Regions from separate parts of the Rattus norvegicus genome. Here region 1 is linked to region 2. Evidence: chromatin contacts called from public Hi-C data. All regions are on one chromosome and are shown on one strand. The core of a region is the stretch at or near the end of the contact, and the rest is flanking DNA. Distances in the headings are between cores, read along the strand shown.

Region 1 (7,061 bases), core at 837-3,336, 94 kb after region 2:
TACTGAGTCGTGCCTAAGGAAGAGAATCCAAGGACCATAGCTCACCGGAAGGACCTCTCTTGAGCACATTTAAAGATAACAGAGATCTGGGAATGGTGGTCTAGGCAGGTCACATGGATAACTAGTCAGGAAGAGTCTATCACTTCTCTGACACTCCCGAGTCTCGGGGTTGACTGTGCTAAGGACCACTGGCTTGTACTCAGGGTATTACTGTCCTTAAGAAGCATGGAGGCTGGGCGTCATCCCAGGGCTTTGGCTACAGAGCAAGTACAGAGCCACTTGCCCATCCAGGCTCCTGCTCCTACCCAGTGTGTAGCATTTATTTCCATGCTTCTTGTCCTGCTCACTTTAGGATTTGATTTTGTCGTGACGCTCAGAGCCCATGGGAAAGTATACAGTGATCTCGGAGCACCCAAGAGTGGCCTGGGAAAGGGAGTCAGGCCAATTGGCCATAATATTAACTGATTTCAACACACACCTAATTACTCTAGGTATTCATTCAAGGACAGGCGTGATGTTAAGAGCAATTTCCTGGAATGACTGCAGGGGGAGGAAGGGGGAGGAGCAGGAGGAGCAGGAGGAGCAGGACCAGGAGGAAGAGGAGGGAGGGAGGAGGAAGAGGAGGAGGAGGGGGAGGAGGGGGGAGGAGGAGGAGGGGAAGGAGGAGGGGGAGGAGGAAGGGGAGGAGGAGGAGGAGGAGGGGGAGGAGGGGAGGAGGAGGAGGAGGAGGAGGGGGAGGAAGGAGTTCGGCATGGTGGTATATACCCATGTACTAGGGAGGTGGAGGCAGAGGTGCAGGAAGTCAAAGCCAGCTTTGGTTCCATAACAAATATGAAGCCAGCTTGGGTTGCATGAAATACTGTCTCAACTCTTCCTTTCCCCATACCTTTTAAAATTGAGAGAGAGAGAAAAGAGAGAGAAAGAGAGAGAGAATTTAAAAATCCTGTGATGTATTCAAAATTGATTTAAAAAAATATACGAACTGATATCCACTTAGTTCCTTGTTTGGGCCAAAGACAGTTTTACATATGGTATATACATATGATATATATATATATATATATATATATATATATATATATATATATATATAATTTCCCACAGAGATTTTCCATTTTACCACTTTTGAAGGTATAGGCCACCTTTTAGCCTCTGTCCAGTTCACTGCACATGGACAATTTAGAGTCCTTTGGAGCACTGTAGAGCCCTTGAAATGCCATCCGTTACAGGGGCTGGCCTCCTTGTTTTTCCCTGTCAGCAGATTCTGTGGAGAACATCTTGCTGGTAGACCCCATTTTATTGTTTAATGATGAGATTCAATGAAGCAGTGAAGGGTAAGGCTTTTAAAATATCCCTAGTGGGGCTTTGATATAGAGCATAAAGGTCTCCTCTCTGGGCCCGTTCCACTCCTTTTCTCCTGCTTTATTAATTCAACCATAAATTGCACACTTTTAATGAAGTGTTACCTTTCTGCTAACATCCCGAGCTTCAGTTCAGCACAGCGTCCAGTAGTACAGGGACCCCTTTACAGCTGGCTCAAAGCGTCAGTTGACAAGAGGATCAGACCTAGCGTTGCTACAGATCTTTTTTTTTTTTTTTTTTTTCCGGAGCTGGGGACCCAACCCAGGGCCTTACGCTTGCTAGGCAAGCGCTCTACCACTGAGCTAAATCCTCAACCCTGTTGCTACAGATCTTAAATGAAGCCATATGTCAGCAAACCAGGTGACTCGGCTTTGGGCCGTATCACATGCCTCTGTAGCCAGCTGGCTGCAGGACCTAAGAAGAGCACAGCTAACACTATTTTTAAGATACAGACAACATCATAAGCATGTAAGGGACACATACATGGAGGGGAGGTTCAATTCCCTCATCCATTGTCACTAATCTTTTGCTATGTGATTCAATATATTTGAGGAGCGGTGGGAAACTTGTTGGCCAGGCATGGTGGGCATACACCTTTAATCCCAGCACTTAGAAGGCAAAAGCAGAGACAGGTGGATTTTGATGCACTCAAGGCCAGCCGGGGCTGCGTAGTGACATGCTGTCTAGAAACAGGCCTGTGTTTGGAGGACAGTAGTCTATGGTCATTTGATGCCACTGAAACCTGAGAACCCAGACCTTCGGGCATTTTTTCACCTCTATTGCCATCTAGAGGAGAGAATTGGAAATACATGAAATAGATCCCCCAAAAGGAATTAAGGGAAAACCAATACTGGAAACATTTGTACAAAACTCTAAGGAAAATCACTACATGTTGGTGACTCCAACATTATGTTTTTCTCTTCCCTTTCCATCTGGTCAAACTGCACTTGAATATCTGCTTATGGGCTTTTATATCAACACTTCAGACATTTCCAGGGTGCCTCTTATAGACATAAAATCATGAAACTTTCTGAAACTGCAGGATTTGGAGGTGAGGTGGTTTGTTTGGTTGGTTGGTTAGTTGTATTTTTTGGGTGAAGAAATAAGAGGGAGAAGCCTTTCAACACAGAGAGACAGTTTCCTCAAGTCCATGGCCGCAGAACCTATTAGTCTTGCAAGGTGTTTATAGGTAGGTAGCGCGTCGGTTAAATACATTTTGCGAGGAAAAACAGTATTGAGCAGTGTTCTTTTTTTGTTCTTTTTTTCGGAGCTGGGGACCGAACCCAGGGCCTTGTGCTTCCTAGGCAAGCGCTCTACCACTGAGCTAAATCCCCAGCCCCGAGCAGTGTTCTTTACAGCCTGTAGTTTACTGGTGTGCACTGTGGATCTGAGGAGATAAAATGCTAGGCAAACGTTCTCAAACGTCCTTGACAGTGTAGCCTCCTGCTTTCTGTAGAACTGATGTCCTCTGCATACTTCAAGAACTGTTCCCACAGGCGAGAGACCATGTGCAAACAGACCAGCCCCTCCCCGGCTCTCCTACTCCTCTCTGTCTAAACGCTGTTGAAGTTTTGTTTTGGGTTGAGTGGCTTAAAGACTGTAACCATGGTCACTAACAACAGGCAAGTGTACTTTCTCAGGCTTCAATAGTATGGGCTAATGGCTCTGTGACACCGCCTCTTGAGAACTGTAAATATAGCAATATGAGGCTGCTGTTGGCCTAACATGGCAAACTTTTAAGTAAACTCCTTTTTTTTTTTTTAATGGTCTATGTTGTCTCTCTGCTCATGCATGAGGAGGTCAGACCAGGGTTTTGGGCATTTTGTGTCTCTCTCTACCTCATTCTGTGGGAGGAGAGTCTGTCTATAGCCAGGGGTCCACTGCTTTTCTCACTGGGTGGGCAGTCAATAGGCCCCAGTGAGTCTCCCCTCTCTTAGCTTCTACATCTCCGGAGTTACACACATGGCTGGTTCCACGGGTGCTAGGATCTGAACTCAGGGCCTCATAGTTGTGCAGCAAGCATGATTAATCTCTGAGGCAAATCGTCACCTGCCTTCTCCATTTTTTTTGGAAAAGATCTCACATAACCCATATGTAGCTGAGGATGACCTTGAATTTTTTTTAAAGAATTATTTATTTATTTTATGTGTATGAGTACACTGTAGCTGTCTTCAGACACACCAGAAGAGGGCATCAGATCCCATTATGGATGGCTGCGAGCCACCATGTGGTTGCTGAGAATTGAACTCAGGACCTCTGGAAGAGCAGTCAGTGCTCTTAACCTCTGAGCCATCTCTCCAGCCCTGACGTTGAATTTCTGATCCTCCTGCATCTAACTCCTGGATGCTTACCAGACTCTACCACACTTGGTTTTTGTGGGGTTGCGATTGAAGGTGTTGGGATTGAAGGCGAGCTTGGTGCATGTTAGGCAAGCACTTTACCGATTGAGCTACATCCCCAGCCCCTCCTGATTTGCTTTTCTTAATAAGTAGGGCTACACTGTAAAATAAAGACAAAAATACTAACCTAGCAACGCAGATATGGGTAACAAGGTCCTTTATTGTCCTTAGAAAGCATTCTGTATTGTACAAAATTGTGCTGTACTTTCACAAATGTAACAGCATGGTGGGGTGGCCGTATTTACTCCAACAATGTCAAGACAGGGATGTAATGTGCTATGCTACATTGTGACAGTGGCAATGTCACAAATTCTCCATGCATTGTATCCGTAAGACACCAACTCTGTGGCCTGCCATTACCCACCCTTCAGTGTGCCCTCCTTAGCTGAATGTAGTAGGGATGGGTTTCTTTTGACAGTTGCTTTGTCCAGATGAAGCACAGTAAGTTCAACGGTTGCATAGGACACAATTTAACTGCACCAAGGAACAGGCTAAGATGGTCTTTCTACTTCCTATGCATCTAGTCTACTAACTTTATGAAGGCCCCAGTGGGAGGGAGACCAGAGCTGAGAAAGCAAGAGCCTTGCCTTTGGACCATTAAATAAGTGGAGTGACACGTTTACATACAAAGATTTCTTAGATAGATAAATGATTGCCCTACCAGATTTATTCATTGTAACTAGAACAGTAGGACTTTGTTTCTTGTGGAGCAAGGCCACATTCTTCATGGAAAGCAGCCTCACAGGAAGGTTGTTTATAGTAGCACCATTGTTAGAGCAGATCACCCGTTTTAGAAGGTTTAAATGCCAGTGACTGTGAATATCTATTGTGTTAATTCTGCGATTTTTATATACACTGCAGTGCTCTGCTGCGGAGCCCCGTACTTACCTCTTGGTTCTTTTTAAGCTTTAGGTTGGCTTGAACTATGCAGCCTTGGAGGTCTCAAGTTTGTGGTCCTCTCCACCTCAGCATCAAGTAGCTAATATTAATATTTCTTCTGTAATGGCTTGTCTGTGTTTTAGAGAAAGAAATATGCAATACACATTTTTGATTCAAGATTATGACATCATAATCATATAATATCTGATTATATTCAGATATTAATAAGGGTGGTAGAAAATATCACCCCTTATGAGGGAAATGTGCTATTTTCATAAAGAAGCAACATTGACTCAGAGTCACCTGCGTGTTCAGTGACGTGAGGAGACGGGAGTGGAGTTCTAATTCAGTTCTGTTTGACTCCTGGTCCTAAACTATTGGTTTGTCTGATCTTGGAGCAGAATAGTTTTAGAAAATGCTTGTGTATTCCTTCTGTTGTTGAAACGGGGTCTTTCACAATAGCCCACATTGACCTTGAACTCAAAAACTCAAGCAATCCTCCTGTCTTTGACACCCAAGTAGTCTACACTCCTGGGCCTCCGTGCCCGGTTTTCTCTGTTTTTTTATCATCTAAAACTAAGACCAGCCAAAGTGAAGCAGGGAAGCAGTTTTCCTGGGATTTAGAGACTTGTGCATGCAATACAGGAATGGTGTGAGAGCGCCCTCCTGGGGCATCTGGGTTCCCTTCGCTGGGCTAGGTCTTCTGCATGCCTTTGGAAAGGTAATCTTTCTGAAAGGTATTGGTTTATGCGGATGTTTTTTAATACTTCATTGTCATTTTTCAAGATAATTCAGCTATGAATCTATAAAAGAAAACTAAGAAGCAGGTTTAAATTCAGGTAATTTGAAAGGAAGCCTTTGCCACCTGGTGGTAGAACAGGCCTTTAATCCCAGCACTGGGGAGGCAGGCATAGGTGGATCTCTGTGAGTTTGAGGCCAGCCTGGTCTACAGAGCTAGTTCTAGGATAGTGTTGCCCTGTCTTGAAAAAGGAAGAATGAGGAGGGGGAGGGGGAGGGGGGAGGGGGAGGGGAGGGGGAGGGGGAGGAGGAAGGAGAGGGAGAGGAAGAGGAAGAGGAGGAGGAGATTAAGGAAGAAAGGAAGGAAGAAAGGAAGAGTCTTTGTGCATGACATGGTCTCAATTGTGCCAGGTTTGTAAACTTATTTTCTAGGTAAATTTCAACAGTTAATTCAGCACATCATGAGTCAATTTATGGTGATGGAGAACCTTTCTGTGTATGGATACCTGGTCAAATTCATTTTCTGTAGATGGAGTTTTAAAGGTAGGCTTGGAAGCAAATTGGGTATGAATATAGAGGCTGAATTTTTAAATATGTGTTTCTTTAGTCCCTTGTTTTATATGTGCTGAAAACAAAGCAGGAATCCCATCCCCTTCTTACTTTCTGCCTCCGTCCTCTTCTCCTGGCCCCTCCCCCTCCCCTTCCCCTCCTCTCTTCCCACGCCTCCTCCACTTTCCTTCCAGAAGGCCAGGCATTCTAAGGTTATCGTCTAGCCCCAAGGCATATCAAGTTGCAGTAAGAAGGAAGCAGAATTCTTAAAGAACTAAGGAAGGTTGAGGAGTGAAAAATCTTGGCCAACCATAGGAACTTGAACAAATCATTTCTTCTTTTCCTTCTTCAGTTAGTTCTCTTTCCTTTTGACCTAGCTAACCACAAAGGCTTCTAGTTGCCTGTAGATGAGACTGGGGTCATTCTTGGTAAAGGAAGCCATGCTTCATTGCATCCACTAGGAGGCACTGTAGCACCCGCGCACTTTCTGTTCTGTCCTTCAGTTTGTCTTCCTCTCCCTCTCCCTCTCTCCCTCCCCCTTCTCTCCCCTCCCCCTCCCCTCCCCTCTTTCTCTTCCTCTTTCCTCCTACTGGGATTTATTTTCCTTAAACCTTCAAATTCAAGTTTATGTTACTTCGAAAGCTAAGATTTAATTCAATAACAGCAGTTGGGTACATTTAGGAAGAGTTCAGTTCGGAGACTTACATGGTCGAATGAGGAATATTCAACAAAACTTGAAAATCTTCAGGAAATGGACAATTTCCTAGACAGATACCAGGTACCGAAGTTAAATCAGGAACAGATAAACCAGTTAAACAACCCCATAACTCCTTAGGAAATAGAAGCAGTCATTAAAGGTCTCCCAACCAAAAAGAGCCCAGGTCCAGATGGGTTTAGTGCAGAATTCTATCAAACCTTCATAGAAGACCTCATACCAATATTATCCAAACTATTCCACAAAATTGAAACAGATGGATCACTACCGAATTCCTTCTACGAAGCCACAATTACTCTTATACCTAAACCACACAAAGACACAACAAAGAAAGAGAACTTCAGACCAATTTCCCTTATGAATATTGACGCAAAAATACTCAACAAAATTCTGGCAAACCGAATCCAAGAGCACATCAA
Region 2 (7,797 bases), core at 3,418-5,917:
CACCATGTGGTTGCTGGGAATTGAACTCAGGACCTCTGGAAGAGAAGCTAGTGCTCTTAACCGCTGAGCCATCTCTCCAGCACATGCATGCACACACACCTACAGACACACCCTACCTCTTTAGAATAGAGATTACAGCAGATGCATGAGCCACTCATGGCTGCCACGAACGCTGTCTCAACAAACAAACACCCCAGAATAAAACCAATATCCAGGGTTTTTGCTTTGTTTTAGTTGAGACAGGGTTTCTCTGTGTAGTCCTGGCTGTCTTAGAACCTGATCCGCAGACCAGGCTGCCCTCAAACTCAAGAGATTCCCCTGCCTCCGCCTATGCCAGGATTAAAGGCATGTGCCACCATGGCCCAGGCAGGTTTTTGTTTTCTGAAACAGAATCATGTAGCCCAAGCCGGCCTTGAACGACTAACCCTCTGCTCTGTTGACCAAGTGCTGGGCTATACTACCACCACCACCTGCTTCCACTCCTAATTATGCACAAACGAGGACTGAAACGGTTTCTGTTGAACCACCTGTTCACATGTCTGACCCGAGCCCTGAAGGACTTGATGACAATTTCTAGGGACTTACCCTAAAATCATCAGTGCCAATCATGCCCAGAGTTGACTTCAACAACTGTTTTTTTCCTGTTTCCACCATATGATAATGCTTCAAAACTTCAGAAGGTGTTAACTATTCTTTCCAACCCCAGCACACAGACAGAGGGTTACCAAAGGAGACAAATTTCTTCACAAATATAAAATAAGCTAGTGTTAACAAATGTTCACTGATGGGAGATCTGCTATAAGCAAGACCAAACTTCAGGCCAATGTGTAACAATGAAATTGTGGACTCTGAATTAACACTAGACTAACTGAACATTATCCCAAAATCAATCATGAATGGGTCCTAATGAAGCTCCTAGGTCTTGCTTTGAGGCATGTTAACATGCACTTTTGTTGTCTTTGGATTTTAAGGGGGTCGAGACATACTCATAAACATGGAGTTTGGTGGTAGTTGGAATCTTGAGAGCAGTGAGTACCTCCATGTACTTTATATTAGCCACAGACCCATTCAGTCACCACTAAGTTTATTTTCCTATGATGACTTTCCCTCAACGTACATCCTAAGCCAGTCCAGTAGATCTTTGTTTTTTCATTTTCCATAATGTGGTCAGAAGAGACACCTTGGAGGATCCTTCTCAAGAACCAGGAAGGCTCAGCTCACCTGGAGTGGTTCTGAGCTGAAACAGTGGCTCCCCCAGCCTAGCATGCATTTCCAGCAGGAAGGCCACCAAGAGGTGTTTTCACCTGTTCTTTTTTTGTTCTTTAGGGCATATAGTCCAGGCTGATCACAAACCAAAAAAAATCTAGCCTTGACTCCATCTTCTCAGCTGCATCTCCCAGAGCTGGGATCACAGGTATATGCCACCCATACCTGGCTGACATCTAATTAATTGTTTCCAGTGGCTCAGGGGATATTCAGTATGATCACTGTGGCAAGCACACAGGCTTCAAAGGGTCCCAGAAGTTCTTCTTTGTACTTTCAGGTTTGTGCTACCAAGTGTGCAAAAGAAAACTGCTTTTTAAAACCTAGCAGTGCAGACCACACACTGCCCAAAGGACCCAGCACCTGTGTGAGGTTGTTCACAACTGCCTGTAACTCCAGCTCAAAGAAATCTGACACCTCTAGCTTCTACACGCCACACACACACACACACACACACACACACACACACACACACACACACGCCCTTAAAGTAAGTTTTAGAAAGTAAAGCAAAGTTGATTTTAAGCATCTTTTATACTTTGGATTCCTAAACAGCACACATTTCCCATCAAGCTCGGGCTGACCCTGCTTGGCATCAAAACTGATAGCCCATGTTCACAGTGATGCTCATAGGCCTGAATGCAGACATTCTGATCTGAACGTAGGGAGTTTCTTCTTGTGCCTAACACATTTTGTTATTTTAGATTTCCACACAAGTTTCAGAAGGAAAATGTCTGAAATTTGATTTTTCCCCCTTTTATGACAGACAGGTTTCATACTGCTCACTGCAATCCTCCTGCCCCAGATTTTCAAAACTAGGATTACAAGTGTGTGACACGATGACCTAGCTTCAGATACTGTATGAAAGAGTCAAAGCATTACACTGGAAAGAAATATACAGAAGTCTGTTAACCCAAAGCACTGCCTGGGAGGCCCATATCACAAGTGCTATTTTCTGTAATGAACAAAGCACTCAGCATTTCCTGTGAGGAACCTTGTGACTGGCGCATGACTTATACCACAAAGTCCTATCCCTGACCCACTGCTCTGTGAGACCGGAAGGAACATCATCTAAGAGGAAATACTAGGGTGGAGCCTTAACAAGCGAGAACACGACAGCAGACAGAGGGAAGAGAAGTGTCTGAGGAGACCTTCCACTATTCACAGCCAAAGCTTTGAAGAGCAGCTAGCTGTCTGACCCCCACCTTGTGGGTCCCCCAGAAGGGAAGGCCACACAATCAGTCTGGGAAGGAAACTGAAAGCAGGGAACCGCTAGCGCAGCATTCCAACAGGTATCTTCTTAGACTGGAAAAAGCTGCCCAAGGGTAATCTAAGTGCCAGGGTAAGCCTTGTGACGTATGGGGCAAACACTGCCTGCCACTTATGGATTCCTGGGTGTGTTCCAAATTCTGCTGCAAACTTAGCTTATGCAAGAGACAGTAAGAAGCAAAATGTTGGACAAGTCACATCCAATTGCCATCTACTCTAACAAAAAGTTATATTCAAAATGTGGAGTACTTATTTGCTGTCTGGGTAATCCATTACAGGCCTCATAAAATGGTACAGTTTGACAACAAATTCATGCCATTTTGAAATAAACATCTCTGCACAAGGATAAACAGTGACCTTGAACAATGAAGTCACATGTGTTTTAAGCCAATCTTAGTCCTTTGAACAAACATTTAGCAGAAGATTTTAAAACAATCCCACCCAACACTAAAGCTATTTAATAAACTGAGAACTTGGCATATTATTGAAATTAAAATTGTATCTTAAAATAAGATTTTTATTACTTTGTATTGGGGTGGCAGCAGGATGCAGGGGGAACCAGACACAACATGTGCCACAGAGAATGAATAGCAGTCAGAGGACAGCTTGCAGAGCCTTTTCTCTCTCTCTACCATGGGGTCCTAGGTAGGCACTAAGGCTACCAGGTTGGGAGCAGGTACCTTTACCCACAATGCCCTCTTTCCATCACCACAAAAACAGTAGCTCAACAAGCTGTTAAAAATAATAAACTGTACTTGTCATTTAGCACAGAATAAAATACTGGTCTTTGTTTCTAACTTTAAAGTAAAGATTGTTCTCCTCCACCCCCACCCCTTTATTGAGACAGGATCTCACTATGGAGGCCAGGCTGACCTCATCACCCTCCTCACTCACCCTCCTAAATGCTGGGGTTACACACAGGCATAAACATACTCCGAAATACCGACCTTAGTTTAGCCTCTGTTTCTCTGCACCCTCTTCTTCATGCACACATTAGTTACTAGAACGTCTAGAGTGAGAGAAACACTTGGCTACACTGTCCTAACATATATCTCATTATGATATCCTGTGAACATATATATTATTCACCTAGAAGGTAAATCTGGTTTAGCTTCCCCCTTAATAGACAATGCCCAAATTTTTTTAAATAAAACTGGATATGTTCTACAGTCTGAAAGTCATCCAGGAGAGAGCTGTCAGATTCTGTAAGGGCAATGAGGGAACGCACAAATCTTTTTTTTTTTCTCTTTTTTTCGGAGCTGGGGACCGAACCCAGGGCCTTGCAAGCGCAAGCGCTCTACCACTGAGCCAAATCCCCAACCCTGGGAACGCACAAATCTTAACAGAGTAACAGCTGCACAATCATTTACAAGGTCCTACTCTGTGGTCAAACTGCCTAATAAAGTCTTTATTTATTAATACTTGTAGTATTACTTGTAGTAATAAATAACTCCAGACAGATTTTTTTAAATCTATCTTATGATTGTTACATTTCTAAATAGTTACCCATTTACTTCTCTAAGTTTCCTGTCCCATACTACATTACACGGTGGACAATGTAATGTCATCTGCTTTTCTACACAGACCACAGAGGCAGAAGACACCCACAGTTCACTGCAGTCAGCCCCACACCGAGCTCTTTTGGGTCTCAGGTTAATTTTCTAATTCTTTCTGTTATTACTGTGGAATAGGTTAGAATAATTAACTACAGAATAGTGTGGGTTCAAAGAGGGCCTACAGCCATCTAAATCAGGTACAAATACTGCTGTTTGTGTCTGTTACCTCAGCAACAGTGGAAAGAACTGGTTAAACAACTCAGAGATATACTTGGCAGACTTTTACACTCAACACCAACCCAAGTTTTCCTCCTACAGAAATCCTCATAGTCAAAAACTAGAGATTTTCACCACATAAAAATTCCCAAATTCATACCAAATACAAACCACCCAGCAAAGTTAAAGCGTTTGATCACAAATGTACCGTTCACTCCCTAGGCTGTGGAGACTCCTCCACTTTGTTTAGGCTAGAAAGTGGTCTGCTTCCTCAGCCTGGCAGGTTACCAGGCACCATGCACACACACTTTCATGGGCTGCTTCCTGTTCTCAAGCAAGCTTCTTAGCAATGACTCACTCAGTCTAAGAACTGTGATCCGGCCAGCTTACTGGAACTCTCATCCACTACGCAGTCCATAACCTGCAATGCATGATGCAAGACAGCGCAAGGCTGGGAAGTGAAGGCAGTCAGAACCCCGACTTTCTCCAGAGGCATTATCTGTAATGTGGTCAAAATGAAATCACAAAGGACATTCACTTTCCAAACACTGGGTAACCCCCTACCTGTTGGAGAAACCACCGAGCTCTGTCTGACTTCTCCACAAGAAGTTTCACGGTTGGCTTTCAAGAGTTACAATCTGGCTGTGCTGGTGCAGGGCAGGGCTAGGGTTGATAAGAGGTTACAAAGGGTGGCCCCAACACTGCCAGGAGAACAGCAATCTTTAGGATATAGTTGTCTAAATCTCCCCATTCTGAGTGAGCAAGCCCCCCAGATAAAGTACTTGGTGAACATTCTTCAGTTACTGTTAGAACGCCATGCACTCATCATTACCAAAAGAACCTTTGGGAACACTGTCTCCATCCTCCTAATCTACTTCACCGAGTGGAAACAAACCAGGAGACTCCAGGCAGCTCAGTGCCTTGCTGTCTCCACCCTTGACCTCTCTGACCTGGTCAGCTCAAGGAGGAGGGCCTCAAATCAAGAGGTTCTTCACAGAAACTGCTGGTGCTTCTCAATGCTTCAAGCTTCTTTATCCTCTTTTAGGGTCCCCAAACTAAAGTATTTAGTTCAGTATTCAAGGTCATTTTTAGATCTAAGCAACTAACAATTAGCTAAAAATAGCCAACAATCACAGACAGCCAACCTAGGCTGAAGGATAGGTAAAAACTGTTGCAGTCTGACAAAGACCCTGGATCTTGAGACATGGCTATGTTGGTATCAGTGGTGCCGAGGGATTTTCTATATGAATATAATGTAATGAATTATATTTAGATCATAGAGAACACTTAAAAAGTTTTTTTTTTTTAATGAACCACAAGCACTTTTAGGGTACTTCCCAAAGGCTCTGCTAACTTTTTTAAACTGTGAACTTTTTTAAAGTATGATTCCCCCCCTACCCCCAGACAAGGTTGTTTGGTGTTACCCTGGCTGTCCTTGAACTTGGGAGATCTACCTGCCTGTGCCTCCTGATTGCTGAAGCCAGCAAGAGCAAGCAATATTACAGTAATATGCACTGTTGGCTAAAACTCTGGTCAAAAAGTGGTAGTTAGAAAAGTGGCAGTCAAGAACAAGGTTAGAGTGTAGTCTAAGTAGATCGCTGGTCTATCTACCATCTACATCCACACAGGTCACATCCATGGTGTCAGAAACAGTGCAAGGTGCCAGGGATGCAAGGATAAATAAGCAGTCCCTGTTAGGAGACATCACGAGCAGCATTAAGGACCTCTGGCAGCACAGAGAAGAGCCACTAAATCTGCAGAGACACAACAGAAGCAGTAACTGCCGCCACGTACAACTCTCATGAACACCATGACAAGGGTAAGTCTGGACTCCCGAAGTCCGACTCAGTGAGTGAAAGCAACAGGTGTCAGGCATGGCCGAGCACACCTGTAATCAGTGCTCAGGCGGCTGCAGCAGGGACGCTGAGTTCACGAACCAGGGCTCAAAACAAAACAAGCAATAAGGCATACAGTCAACCCAGCCCCAACCATGTGTTCTTGGTCTTCCTGCTTGACAGTGGCAGTGTTTTCCCTTGTTCTCAACTGTGCGCACCCCCACCCCCAAGCTTCAATTCCCTAGCTCAGGGAAAACTATCATCCCTGGAGCCTTCCTCCTTACATCTGGACTTTTTGGTACATGGGACTCAGATCACATGGGAACCAGTGTTTATGCCACACAGTCATGGAATGCCTACTACTGAAAGGGCTGCTGGAATCACTTAGATAGTTCTCTCGTCCTGCAAAGGAGAGGTAACTTGCCCCCCAAGGGCAGAGGGCAAGGAATTTTAAAACTACCTCTAGACTACTTCTCTATCATTTTCTACCATGCTAACAGAGGAAAAAGGATGTACCTCTATTTCACTCTCCCTTTTCAATGAGCTCTGGCCCTGAGCCCCCAGACAAGGCTTCTCTAACTGCCCTGGAACTCAGTCAGTAGACTAGGTTGGCCTCAAGTACTGGGAACCACCACACCTGACTGCTTTTAAAAACCTTTCCATGTTTTTGTGTGTGGGTGCATATGCCAAACACATGGGAGTAGAGGCCAGAGGAAGGTGTCCTCATCATCTGGTCTTACCACTTTGAGGCAGGGTCCCTCCTTGAATCTGGGGTTCATGTTTTTTTTGAAAGTCAGGCTAGCAGCCAGCAAGCTCTAATAATCCTGCCCCCAAGACCCTTGGGTTACAGGCATGCACGAGACCTTGCCTGTTTGTTATGTGAGTGCTGGATTCCCAACTCAGTCCTCATAACTGTGCAGCAATCACTCAATCACTGAGCTAGCTCTCCTGTCGCTAGGTTCAGTTTACAGAATGGTGAGATGGCTCAGCCGTTAAGAGTACTCAGTTTTGTTTTAAATTTAATTTATTTATGATGAGTGTTCTGTGTGCACATATGGTGCATGCCAGGAGAGGGCATCAGATCCCATTATAGATGGTTGTGAGCCACCATGTGGTGGCTGGGAACTGAGCTCAGGACCTCTGGAAGCACTCTTAACTGCTGAACCATCTCTCCAGCCCCAATAATCTCACCTGAGTCTATGCTCAGCCACACTCTAGTCAAGCTCCTGTTCAGCTGCCTGCCATCCACAGGGATAAAATCCAGAGGATGAAGTAAGTGTACAAAGGTAAGAGTAGGTGGGGGAAGTCTTATCGGCAGCAACACTCCAGCACAGCAAGCACAACCAAGCCTCAGACTGCTGAGGACAAGACACAGAAGAAAGGAGACAAGTCCAGCCAGGCTGGCCCATCACTGGCTCTTTAAAGTCTAGGAAAAGATTCCTTCTAAGACTGTGTCTGTCTGTTGGCCATTGACTGACACTTAGAACATGATGCAACTGACTGTAAAGAAAGCTAACAGTGATTTAGGAGCTCACAGCCAACTCCAGGGCTATAAATTAGTAATCTGAGGCTCAAGATGCTAAGTGGACAACTGATGACAGGCTTTTTGTGACTGAGCAGAACACAAGAGAGTACATCTATCTGGTCCACTAAACACA

What was found. Hi-C and Micro-C count contacts between places; a contact is called where the count stands out from the background.
Region 1: a contact with region 2 is called in a Hi-C map of the A7r5 cell line, with 5 times the contacts expected there. The contact joins two enhancer-like sites. A contact is called at or near these places in 7 of 12 Hi-C or Micro-C datasets (the A7r5 cell line, Schwann cells, hepatocytes and 4 more) and 1 of 1 datasets of contacts at active chromatin or transcription factors (oligodendrocytes).

What each region holds. Positions count from the first base shown.
Region 1 is chr3:81,102,210-81,109,270 of GRCr8, forward strand. No RefSeq gene overlaps it. Among named protein-coding and RNA genes, the nearest start is that of Agps, 49 kb to the right of the region's middle. Within about 2 kb of position 2,087, at least 18 of the 93 cell types and tissues checked have an H3K27ac peak or open chromatin away from gene starts, as enhancers often do. A contact at or near this core is called in the A7r5 cell line, where this site is marked.
Region 2 is chr3:81,005,649-81,013,445 of GRCr8, forward strand. The region is part of intron 1 of Nfe2l2 (NFE2 like bZIP transcription factor 2); the gene reads right to left. Among named protein-coding and RNA genes, the nearest start is that of Nfe2l2, 19 kb to the right of the region's middle. Within about 2 kb of position 4,668, at least 37 of the 93 cell types and tissues checked have an H3K27ac peak or open chromatin away from gene starts, as enhancers often do. A contact at or near this core is called in the A7r5 cell line, where this site is marked.